2 separate regions of the Gossypium hirsutum genome follow, and region 2 is linked to region 1. Evidence: chromatin contacts called from public Hi-C data. All regions are on one chromosome and are shown on one strand. The core of a region is the stretch at or near the end of the contact, and the rest is flanking DNA. Distances in the headings are between cores, read along the strand shown.

Region 1 (6,184 bases), core at 2,753-5,252:
ATCATATATTACCATGTGTCTAACTTGATGATTGAGTATATTTGTTAGGGAAAATATTTTATACTTGATGGATTGCCTATTTAATGTGGATGTATGTTAAAATAACTGGTAAGTTTACTTTCCTGTTATATGGACTTACTAAGCATGTTAATGCTTACCCCGTTTTATTTTCCCTGTATTTTTAGAGCTTGTGGACTCGTGAAGATTGGAAGACGGTTGGGGCATTGGTCACACTATCAATAAGTCTCATTTTGGTATAAAGAACTTTTATCTTGTTATAATGGCATGTATAGGGCTTTTTGATTATTTTGTTATATGTGTCTTTTGGTTAGTCAAAGAAATGGCTTATGAAGATATACTAATTCATTTTGTATACAGCCATGAGATGTGGCTCATATTGATATGGGTTGTAACCCTACTAAATATACATGTTTAAGCTTTAATGTTTCTTGTGATGTGATTGTATATTCTAGCATGAATGGATGTGTAAAATGAGGCCCAATAATTTGAGATTGGTCATGGCATAAAATGGTATGTGGTTATATCATGGCCTAAGTATAAAATGTGGAATGTGCTAATGATAACCCTAATGCAAGAAGTGTAACTTGAACAAGTGTAATAGGGTTCACATTTATGAATCATGTCAAGGATGTTTAAGTGTAATTAAATACCAGGTTAATTGTCCTTGAAGTATATAAGTGAGTGTGGATGTAAAAGGGTGACCAATGGATTGGAAAATAGCCTTCAAATAGTCCACACGGGTAGACACACAGCCATGTGTCTAGGCCGTGTGTGACACACTGTCTGGCCCCATGGGCTTGTTGTCTGACCGTGAGTCCCCTGCACTTTGAAATTTCAATTCAGTATGCATGGTAGTAAACAAACGGGTAGAGACACTGTCGTGTATGCCGTGGCTATGTGCATTTAAATGGTTGCTGATGTGATAAACAAAATGTCAAGGTTTTCGAACACGGACGATAACAAGGGCATGTTCATGGCCTTGTGAGGGACACAAGCGTGTTCATGGCCGTGCGAGGGACACGGGCTAGGGACACAGGCATGTGCTAGCCGTTTGAAAACCCCTGTAGGTTCGAATGAAAAATAAATCCATATGGGTAAGGTACACGGGCGTGTGAGGCTTAAAGTATGAAATTTTTCCTCAAGTTCTCGGTTTATTCCTGGACCATTTTTAATGTCTGTTTTGGGCCTCATAGGCCCACAATAGGGACATTGGGAATATGATTGATGGGTTTTATTTTGGAACGAGATTTTATGACCTGATTTTACCTGAGTACTTGCTAAATTGTACGGTAATGCCTCGAACCTTGTCCCGGTCTCGGGTATGGGTAAGGGGTGTTACACTTTGTGTGCATTCTTTCTTTGGATTTCTGTTGTTCATTTGTAGCTTCTTTTGGCACAATCGCTTCCGCTAAACAAATTGGCGCCTTGGAGGAATTCTAAAAGGATCCTCACTTTTGGGTGTAAAGCCTGACTTTGGTGAGTTTGGAGCAAACAGATTGCTTAAGGCTACAAGGATTGTGAGACAAAAAGATCTAGCCCCGTGACACTAGAAGCAAGTCAAGTGAAAATTAATTTTGATGTATCGTTTTTAAGACAATTAAACAGAGCAATAACGGATATTACTATCAGAAATGATACGTGTTTAATTATGAATCATGCATTTACTCATCGGATAAAGTGAACGACCTAATCACTACCAAAGCCAAAGTGTGTCTACAAGCAGTGATCCTCGCAAAGGATCTGAGATTCAGAGAGGTCAGTGTCGAAAGTGATGCTTTGGCAGTGGTTAATAAATTTAAATCGAAGGAACTTGACAGATCGACTATTGGGAACACCATAAATGAAATAAAATGCAAAATTCCAAGATTTAGATACTTAGCTTTCAAACATATCCCTAGAAAAGCAAATGGAGTGGTGTACAGACTGCCGGTTTGGGGACGACAGTTCGACTCGCCAAGATTTTAGGTGGAAGAGATCCCTTCAGGAGTGGGTCACCTTTTAAGTGAGGTTAGAAATGGAGGATAAGTGTTTTTGGACAATAGGGTTGAGTACTGAAACCGGAGGAAAGGCAAGGCTTTTGGGAATCCGAGAAATCTCAGCGGTTTGTGAGACTGGGGAACATGACAAAGTATAGAAAGATTTGGGTCAAGGTCAATAGAATCTCACCTTGAGTAGTATCTGATGCAAAGGAAAGGAAGATTAGGGGAGGGCTAAGCCGCTTATTAGGGTTTCTTGTTCTCTTAGGAATCTCTTTAGGTTTGTTTGGTTTCTTTTTTGTTCTATTGCTTTTACATTTATGAGATTAGATTTAATGTAATTAGGGCACGATGCACTGCCTATCAGAGATCATGGATGAGTGAAATATGGAGGCCATGTAGATTTCTGTTTTTTGCTTAGCCTTTTCAATTGAATGAATGTATCAGGTCATTTTAAACTCAAAATAAAAATATAAAAAAAAGGTAAAGAGTTGAAGTAGAATTAGACATTTATATTTTAATATATATATGCGTGGGAGGGGTGTGCCCCCTGTAATTGGAATTTCAATAGGAATTACTACCTTTTTAATTCTGTTTCATGTTCTTTATTTTTTCTTGCGCAATATTGCGCAAGGCCCTTTCAATTTCATTTTATTTTCAATTAATTTTTGTTAAACTTTTAATTTAAAATTTATATTTAGTTTTAGGCCGGTAGAGAGTTAATAAATTCGTAACCACACTTAAAAACTTCCGTATTGGTATTTGTTATTTTTCTAATTTAAGATATAAGTATCATCGTCTTATAAAATTGTATTGATATCAAATTAAAAAGAGCTCATTAATTCGGTGTTGATAAACATAGAGTTGGAAGAAGTGATATGATCGTCTATCATATTTGGTCTATCGGAGAACACGTTGGTGTGTCCAATTAAGTGGTTAGTTGGATCCGTCAAAGGAAATAGCAATCAGGTTTAAACAACCTGCGCAGTTGAGGTTGTTGGTTCAAGTTAGACCCTTCTAGTTTCCAAAGCTACTGAAGAGCTAAATCATGGACACGTGTTTCGTGGTTATTCGTTAAGTAAAACTACAGAAGGATTGGTGGTCTGGGCGTCCTCATTCACTATAATCGACTTTTCAGTTAAAGGAGGAGACTTATTATCAAGTATCAGTTTGAAATCATGGCAAAATCGAGATTGAAGCTAGAAATTTCATTATATTGGTTTATTTAATTTAACTTCTTTTATGCTTATTTCTATTGTTATCTAGATTTTAATTATTTTTACCTTTATCATATTTAAATCCATCATTTTTACTTTTGCACAAATCGTCACATGTTGTGGGCATAATAATTGTCTGGTGCACAACTTAGTTAAACCGAAACAACAATTTTAGATATTCTAATCTCTGTAGGATCGGTCGTACTCTCTATATTGCTATTTATTTATGGTTTAAACATAAAAAATATTATTTTTTATGGATTCGAAAGCCATCAATTAATATATAATTTGAGCAACTTTTATGAGTAAATAGTGGCAATACGAGAATATAATATATTTCTTAAAGACAAATTGAGTATTTTAAAATATATATTATTTAATAAATATTTTTTCTTTATTGGCTTTTTGTTAATTTTTTTATGGTAATTATATTTTTTATTTCAATGTTTTTTATTCAACTATCGAGCAAGTGCTTTTTTTTCTTTATTTTACTATTATGATTTTGGACTTCTTTTTTATTGTATTTGATAGTTTTTCTATCAATAATTAATTCTGAATACTTTTTTAATTGTGTTTGTCACTTTAAGTTCCTTACTGAAATTTAATTTTAGAAAGCCATCATATTAATATTGAACAATATTTATACCAATCATAATTATTTTATGCTATAATGATATTGTTATTTCTAAGTGTAAATTTGTTCATTAAAGAATTTGGACATTGATTTTATGTTTGAATAAAAAATTATCATAAAATTTTAAAATTAAAAAAATTAAAATTAAAAAAAAATGACTTTTGGTGAGAACTCTGGTCTTGGAAGTTCTATTGTTGAGGAATTGATTCCTAAGAAGGTCAGATTTCGGGATAAGGAAGAGGAGGCGACGAGCGGAATAATGGTCGATACGCCCTCAGATCAACTCACTTCTTGGAGAGATAAACTCGTCGGACAGTCCTCAAAAGATGTCTTCAATAGTTTGGTTGATAATGATAATATTGATATATTGGAAGGGGACGTCCAAAAGACATTTGTGAATGGCGTACCCTCCATAACTTTCTCAGACAGAATCCATCAAATCCTTGTTCAAGGCATGGATAATACTGTGATTTTAAAACTTCTAGGCCGGAATATGGGATTCACAGTTTTGCAGAATAAAATTTACGATTTGTGGAGACCCACAGCACCTATGCACATGATGGATATCGAGAATGGATACTTTCTAGTGAAATTTCAAAATAAGATGGATTTCAAAAAGGCCCTAGCTGAAGGACCATCGATCATATTTGGTCAGTATTTGACAGTACAACCATAGACGATGGGTTTCGGTCCTTCTCAGAATTTTCCAAGAGTTGTGATGGCATGGATCAGATTCCTAGCTCTTTCGAGCTACTAATATAACAGGAAAATCATTTCAGAATTTGGGGAAGTAGTTGGTAAAGTGGTTAAGCTTGATTTAAATACCGACAGCAGGACGAGGGGACATTTTGCTAGATTAACAGTTTATGTTAATCTGGGCGAACCTTTGGTATCACAAATTTTGATCAATGGTAGAACGCAAAAAGTGGAATATGAAGCTTTATCTACTATCTGTTTTCATTTTGGAAGGTATGGACATGTGGAAAATCTCTGTATTTTTAAAAGTCCTAAACCCACGGTTGAGGCGAATCATGATTTGTCTGCAACGGTACCGGAAAACCAGAAGTTGGCCATGGAAGAATCGGAGAAGAAAGACGAGAGTTACGGGTTGTGGATGATTGTTGAGAGGAAATCAAGGCATAAATTTCGTGATAATTTTCAAAAATCTGCCGAAATTCAAGAAAAGAAAAGGGAAGGATCCCGATTCAGTTGCCTAAATAATAGGGATTTAAACAATGAATTTAATGATGGAGAAGTGGCAGACTTTCAAAACTCTAAAGAGAAAGAAATTTCTCCCAGAAATCAGTATATTAAAGGCGTTGACCCGAAAATTAATAGGCTGAATGATTTTGTAAAAAATTCCAATAAGGGCAAACAAAAGGTTGTAGGCCCTAATACCGGACCAGGCCCGATTTTTAAAAAAACTGCTGGCTTATTTTAGAACCCAACCTGGATAATAATAGTGGTAACAGGAATGCGATGGCTTTGGAAGGGATTGCCTTGGGGTTGGGCTCAAGACAGGCCAGATACTAGTGGAACAGGGTGACCAGCAAGTGGGCCAGACGGATTCAGCTGATAGGGGAACAGTAGCTGAGTCCCTATAGTAGAACGTGTGGACAGTGTCGCTGAGACCGTTCTTCCTGCTGGGGGAGAGTCTTCAACAAAGCAGCATCTCCTGACCTCCAAAAATGAAAAAGAAGCCGAAGTAGTGGAAGTGGGTAACCTGGATTCCGCTAAGCATTCGGCAGTAACCTTCCCCGGAACCAAAAATGATCAGTATACCGCACCCTCTGTGAGTAATTCACTGGTCTCAATTTTGGTGGGAATTTCTAGATCGGCGAAAGAGAATAAATGAAGAGGAAGGGCTACTGTAAAGAAACAGAACAAAATCATGCATGGAAGCAATGTTCGTATCAAAAGAATTGGATCTCAAAGAATATCTCTAAAAAAATCCATGAAGCTTTTGGCAGAGAATATTTCAAATATTTCTAAGGAGAATTTTGACTCTGGCATCTCTGCCAGTAATGTTGAACAGAAGGAATGAGTTAATCTCCTTGGACGGTAAGGGCTGATATTTTTTGGACTACTTTTCCCTTTAGGTTTTGTTGAATGTTGGGTTTATTTTATTTTATTTTATTTTAATTATCTCTCTGTTTATTTTTATGGATTCAAATCTCAAAATTTTTTCTTGGAATTGTAAAGGTTGTGCTAGCAGGAATTTCATCCGAGCCTTTCGAGAATACAATATGAAACAAAGACCTGATATTGTTTGCTTAATGGAACCAAGAGTGAGCGGTAAAAGAGCTAATTTTATTATTAAACAGTTGGGTATTAAT
Region 2 (6,184 bases), core at 1,507-4,006, 130 kb after region 1:
AGACTTAGGCTCGATAGGGACACGGCCGTGTGCCACGCCCGTGTGAAGGTGCTCAGGCCGTATGTAATTCTGACTTGGTTTTATGTTGCCACGGTCATGAGACATGGGCGTGTGGTTTACCCGTGTGTCACACACGGGCGTGTGGATCACCTGTGTGGAAATGCCTAGGCCGTGTGCCATGCTGAATTAGGCCCATTTTGTCCCTTTTTGGCCTGTTTCTTGCTCTTTTTGCCTTCCAATGCTTGCCTAAGTATAAAACATGAATTTAAAAGATTAGGAGCATCGAATTCAATGAAATCAAGGAAAAATTATTCATAAATATGCCAAGCATGGGGTAATATATATATATTACGGTTTTTTCACTTCCAATACCAAAATCTAGAATTTCTGAAATTGGATTTAACCAGTTGGTTAATGAAAATGGTCCAAATACCAAAATCTACAATTTATATTATATAAGATAATTGTTAAATTTCAATTTTGATCCTCTACTTGTTTTAAGATTATGTAGCAATAGACAAATTTAAGTTGTGGTTACTATTCTCTGTTCAAATTTGAGATTTAATATTTATGCTTTAATATTTGTCATAATTTGATACCTCAACTTTTGCAATGTCATTAGTTAGTCTAAATATTTTATTCTAATTAAAACCTTAAATTATATTTTAAAAATTGTTAACCTTGTTAAAATTCTTTATTAAATTTCTATCTATCACAATTAAGGTGTAAATGAAATATTAGTATTCAAAAGTTATTCGAGTTCTACTTCAATCTTGTCTAGTTGATCACCATTCACTCATTAATACAAATGTTAGTTACTAATATACCAAGAACCATTTTAAATTATTACTATTTCAAGGAAATTTCAAAGAAAACATCATAGATGGTATATTCTTTTGCTTGCTGAGTTCACAATAAGCATGAAAATGATATCTTTGAACTCTTCTTCTTGTCCTATGTCTCATTTTTCTTTAAAGCAAAAATTGACATCTTCTAACGTTTCTGTTTGTATTTACCATTCATGAAAGCTTGAAAAGCAAACAAAATTTCCGTATTTTTCAAATCTTCTTCTTCGTACTCTTCTCCTTCGTTTTCCTCTCTTTTCAACCGTCAACAAGTACTGGAATTTGCCCTGTTTCTTGTGGTGATCAACGGATTCGCTTCCCTTTTCGTCTTAGCAACCAACCTGATCTTCATCACCGTTTTGATCTCTTATGCAAAAATCAAACTAAAGCAGTTCTCACCCTTCCATTTTCTGGTCAATTCATAGTCGAAAATATCGATTATTTGTATCAATGACCCTAATTATTGCCTCCCAAGGCATCTCTTTAAGGGTATGAACCCCTCTGGTACTCCTTTTGAGCCTCAATATGCTGAAAACTATGTGTTTCAAAATTGCTCAAATGGTGCAATATCAAAACAAACTTCCCCAATTAAGGTACATTTCTTGTCTTAGTGGCGAAACTTTCTCTGTGGTGGCCATTCCATAAATCGTCTTGATATGTACGCATCTCTATTATGGACGTGTAGGAAGATAGCTAGCTTTTTAGTACCTACTTCGGATCCTAAGTATGGTATGAGATTGACATGGCATGAACCCGATTGCACGTCTTGTGAACACAGCGGTGGGAATTGCATGTTCAAGAGTGACATCGGAGCTCTGGTATGGCAAGAAGTGCTAAAATGGGTATAATTTTCAGAGAGGGAATACCCCTGTTATGCATCATAGGGCTTGTGTTACAACTCGGAAGGAAGTCTTAACAATTATTACAAAGGACTTGATGGACCAAGTATTGATGCCTATCCGGTGATTTTGCTTAGTGAAACCCGGCAATTACCAAGGCCTAGTGATAACATTTGCTCAACATGTCTTTGGGAATACCAAGATAATGAAAAGTTAAGTACCATTCCAAACTGTGAGCATTGTTTTCATGCCCTTTGCATCAATGAGTGGCTAAAATTAAAATGTCACAACATCCCCTCTGTTTTATGATTTTACATTGGTTCTCTGATTTTGTATTTCCATTCTCCACAATTACTAAATTGCAGACAACCAATGCAAATTAAAGTGTTAAAACTAACATCTTTCTCTTGCATTCATATAAATATAATTAAAGATATTATGAATTAGTATGATTATAGAATGATATATTAAGAATCAAGATACACATTATGTTTTGGAAGCTAATTAAATTTTTTAGAATTTTAGAGGGCTTAATGAACATTTTCAAAAATTTTGACAACTTCAATTAAAAATTATAAAAACTTAATAAGAATTTTTAAAAATTTTGGGAGAATTAATTAAAATTCATAAAATACATATTAAAGAGTCTTGAGGAGATTTTACAGAATATTGGGAGGCTTAATTAAAACTTAAAGGGCTTAATGGTAATTCCCAAAAGTTTTGGGAGGCTAAGTCACCTCTTTGGTTTCCCTGAGGATCCTCCTTATACAAACTTTGGTCAACGATAGTGAATACTATCGAAGTTGGCATTGATTATGTGATGTGTTTTCATTGGCCACTACTTTTTCAACATCAATAGCTTCAGGGGTAAAAAGTACAAAAGCACTAAAATGGGATAAAAAATATTTAGGTATCAATGTATAAAAACGGGATAATTCAAGGGTCAAATCATGAATAAACCCAAGGAAAAAAATAGTGGGAATGACTGTAAGTCTCCAAGTGGGCTAAGCTAGACCCAGTATTCTCAATGGTGGCCCATTCTATTCGCCACAAACGGATGAAATTTACACGAAAAAATTAAAAACAGGTACTGAGGGCAACAAAAGAGCTGTACGGAGAAGTAAATACAGGGGAGTTGATCCCTGTTCTGTTTCGATTTTCGAAGTGCACCTTGTTGGTTTCTGCACCTAACAAGACTTTTGCTCTTTCGAACTCAGCACTGTGATGTGAATGAAACCCTGAGTTTTTGCTTCTTACTTGCGGTACTCTCTTTGAACTCCCAGATTTTAGCTTCAGAAAATCTCACTGTATGGCCTCTTCTTAGTGATTTAGTTCTATTTGTTAGAAATGAACCTCGAGGCTTTGGTTTTTAATATATTTTAGCTGCATTTATCTTGCCTTGTTAATGGTTTTAATTTGATCGTACCCTTTCTTTTGTTAGAGGAATTTCTATTCTTTGTACCAATGGCGTTTAGGCGTAGCCTTTCCAGGAGAGCAACCCTAATAGCTAGACTATATCAACCGTCATTTGCCTACATTGTCCATGAAGATGACCGTAAAAATCATCCTTTAAACGAGTTCTACTCCCAGCCAAAACCTAGCAATTTGTTTCAACAAAGATCTTTTGGAACTGGGTTTAGTAATTCATCATCAGGTTTTGGTGTGTTGTTTCAAGATAGAAGATGTTCCAAACTATCTCTCATTCCTAGCACTGGTGTGTCGTTTTTTCGTTATATGTCAACTAAAGATAATGATGGGGCAGATGAGATTGAGTTTATGGCTGATGGGGCAGATAGGATTGGGCTTATGACCGATATTTCGGAAACTCTTAAGGATAGTTCTTTTGAAGCAGTGGCTTCGCAGGCTCCTGCTGTGAATGAGGTTGCTGTTGCTGCTGCTGATTCTTGGTTACCCATTGCTGCCGTACAGTACGTTATCGATGCAGTTCATTCTTCTACTGGCTTGAACTGGTAATTCCTGCTTCTAATTATTTAGTTTTTTTGTATTTATGTAAATGTACCAAGAACGAATGGAATGCACTATGAATTGGATTCAAATCTGATGATTTAAACTATCTACCTGATCTATATTTCAAATGGCCAAAAGGGTGGCAAGCATAAACTATCAGTGCTATAAATATAAGGACTTCGATCTATGAAACACTGATCTCCATTCTCCAATATATGTAATCTGTCAGATTCCAGTCAAACCAGTTTGCTATTATCTCTTGCACATGGTTGAATTAAATTTATTGCATGCAACATGATGACAAATAAATCTTAATGAGAATCTGCGTGGTGTGTCTTATGCGATATGTATCTTGTGACTTCTTATGCTTCCTATTTGTTTCAGGTGGAGTTCCATAGTTGTGACAACACTTTTGGTTCGAGGTTTAACTCTTCCATTTTTGATAAGTCAACTTAAAGCTACTGCAAAAATGACGGTGTGTGATGTTTCTGCTTCTTTTTCTTGTCATGTTCTTTTACCTTGTAGCATGCCCTTTGTTCTTCACTTATTTTATTCATAGCCCGAAGTCTATGTACAAGACATTACTTTTGTGATTACCATGTATATGAAGCCACAACTTGATAATATGCAAATACTGGATGATTCGCATTTGGATGATATCAGCATGTGGTATCTTGCCTTTGTACCTTGTTAGTGGTAAAATGGGAAAAGAAAGAACTGAACAACCCTATCTTTTTCATCTAATTCTAGAAGATATAATATGCCTCTGCATGATCTGTACATTTTTGCCACTTAAAAAAATTCAACTTTTCCTAGTATGAATGCAATAGTATCCATTGATTATTATTGAATTTTGACAGGTGTAAGAACAAAGAAAGGAAACTTATTTTCTCTCTAAGATATTCTTTCTCCTCGAATGTGACTTCAGTTTTGTAGCTTAGAGACTGTTCTTTTTTATTTTTCATACCTTCATTAATGGGAAAATCTGTTCATTTGAATTTTTCTCTGCTGTCTTTATCCTGCAGTTACTTAGGCCACAATTGAAGGAAATCAAGGAGCGCATGCAAAGAATGGTCTGGTGCCAGCTTTTTCTGTGATTTGTGTTATTATTTTGAATAATCTACTTTGTGGATAGCATTCTGGTATCTGATTTTGTGCATAATCCTAGAGCATTTTCAGATTCCATGGATGTTCTTGTTTCTTTTATAATAGCTTGAAATAAAACTTAAAAATTTCTACCTATTTTCTGCAGGGTATGGATCCCCAGGCAGTAGCTGAAGGTCAAAATGAAATGCAAAAGCTTTTCAAGGAGTAAGAACTTTTCCAGTAGGACAGCTCATTTTCATGTTTAGAGTGCATGTTGCATAGCCCTTGGTTCTATGATTGAATCACTAAAATCATTTAAATGTTTTTTCATTTTAATAATTGCAGATATGGTGTAACGCCTTTTACTCCACTGAAAGGGTTCTTTATTCAGATGCCAATCTTTATCAGCTTTTTTTTAGGCGTAAGATAAATCGTTTTTTCTAAAGGTTCTGTAAGGATTACTAGTTTGGTTGTAGAATTGAATGTAGTACATTCAGATTTAGACTTGTCTTTCACCCTCAGATTTCCAATATGGCTGAGAAAATGCCATCATTTAAATCCGGTGGAGCTTATTGGTTTATAGATCTCAGTACACCAGATAGTTTATGCATCTTTCCAGTTTTGACGGCTCTGACATTTTGGATAACAGTGGAGGTAAGCTTCCATTTTTGTAGATAAAAGGAATGCATTGAGAGGTATAGGTTATGCCTTTCTATCATCGACTCGGTTTTAATTAAATGCTTGATGCCCTCAGTGCAACATGCTAGAAGGTACGGAGGGGAATCCTTCTTCTGGAACTACAAAAAATGTTGCTAGAGTCTTTGCTGCTCTATCGGTTCCATTGACCATGAATTTCTCAAAGGTATTTCCACTTCCATTTTCCAGTTTCTGCACTTTCTTTCGAATATCAGTTGTCAAAACAATATTTTAAGAATTTTACTTGCCATACAAATAATCTGGGTTTACATTCTAGTTTCCTTTAACAAGGTCATAAAATTGATTTGCATTGCCTACTCTAACAAGTTCTTTGGGAGCTCTTTGTATCTCATATAAATCCTGAAATTTTTAGCCAAACCCAAAAAGGAGGACGATATTATTTGCTGATATATAATGATGATGACGACGATGACAATGATGTTAACTTCCATCTCATTTGTGTCCACAGGCCATTTTCTGTTATTGGATTACATCAAATGTATTTTCCCTTGCCTATGGACTAGGTAAGTCCTTAAAACTTTACATTTCCGATCAATTTTAGGTTTTATCAAGATTTCTCTGTAGTTCTTTGTATATTTTCCATTCAAAATTTTACTTTTGCAGTGCTTAAGGCTCCTGGGGTGAAGGCAGCTTTAGGTGTTCCGCTAATACCTAAGCCTCCGGCTGGTACCACACCGCGGCCTTCTATCAATCTGTATTCAGCTTTCAAACAACCCGAAAGAACAGCAT

What was found. A called contact is a pair of places that touch in the nucleus more often than the background predicts.
Region 2: a contact with region 1 is called in a Hi-C map of leaf, with 2.8 times the contacts expected there. The contact joins the promoter of LOC107952078 here to the promoter of LOC107952485 in region 1. A contact is called at or near these places in 5 of 34 Hi-C or Micro-C datasets (anther, callus, hypocotyl and 1 more).

What each region holds. Positions count from the first base shown.
Region 1 is chrA02:46,672,350-46,678,533 of Gossypium_hirsutum_v2.1, forward strand. It overlaps LOC107952485, which reads left to right and starts at 4,003. Exons shown (of 3, transcript XM_016887736.1): 1 at 4,003-4,498; 2 at 4,628-5,229; 3 at 5,321-5,452. The coding sequence starts at 4,003. The coding sequence ends at 5,452.
Region 2 is chrA02:46,803,247-46,809,430 of Gossypium_hirsutum_v2.1, forward strand. It overlaps LOC107952078 (mitochondrial inner membrane protein OXA1), which reads left to right and starts at 2,757. Exons shown (of 10, transcript XM_016887323.2): 1 at 2,757-2,946; 2 at 3,126-3,654; 3 at 4,037-4,127; 4 at 4,678-4,725; 5 at 4,905-4,963; 6 at 5,084-5,159; 7 at 5,261-5,392; 8 at 5,493-5,600; 9 at 5,904-5,958; 10 at 6,059-6,184. The coding sequence starts at 3,149.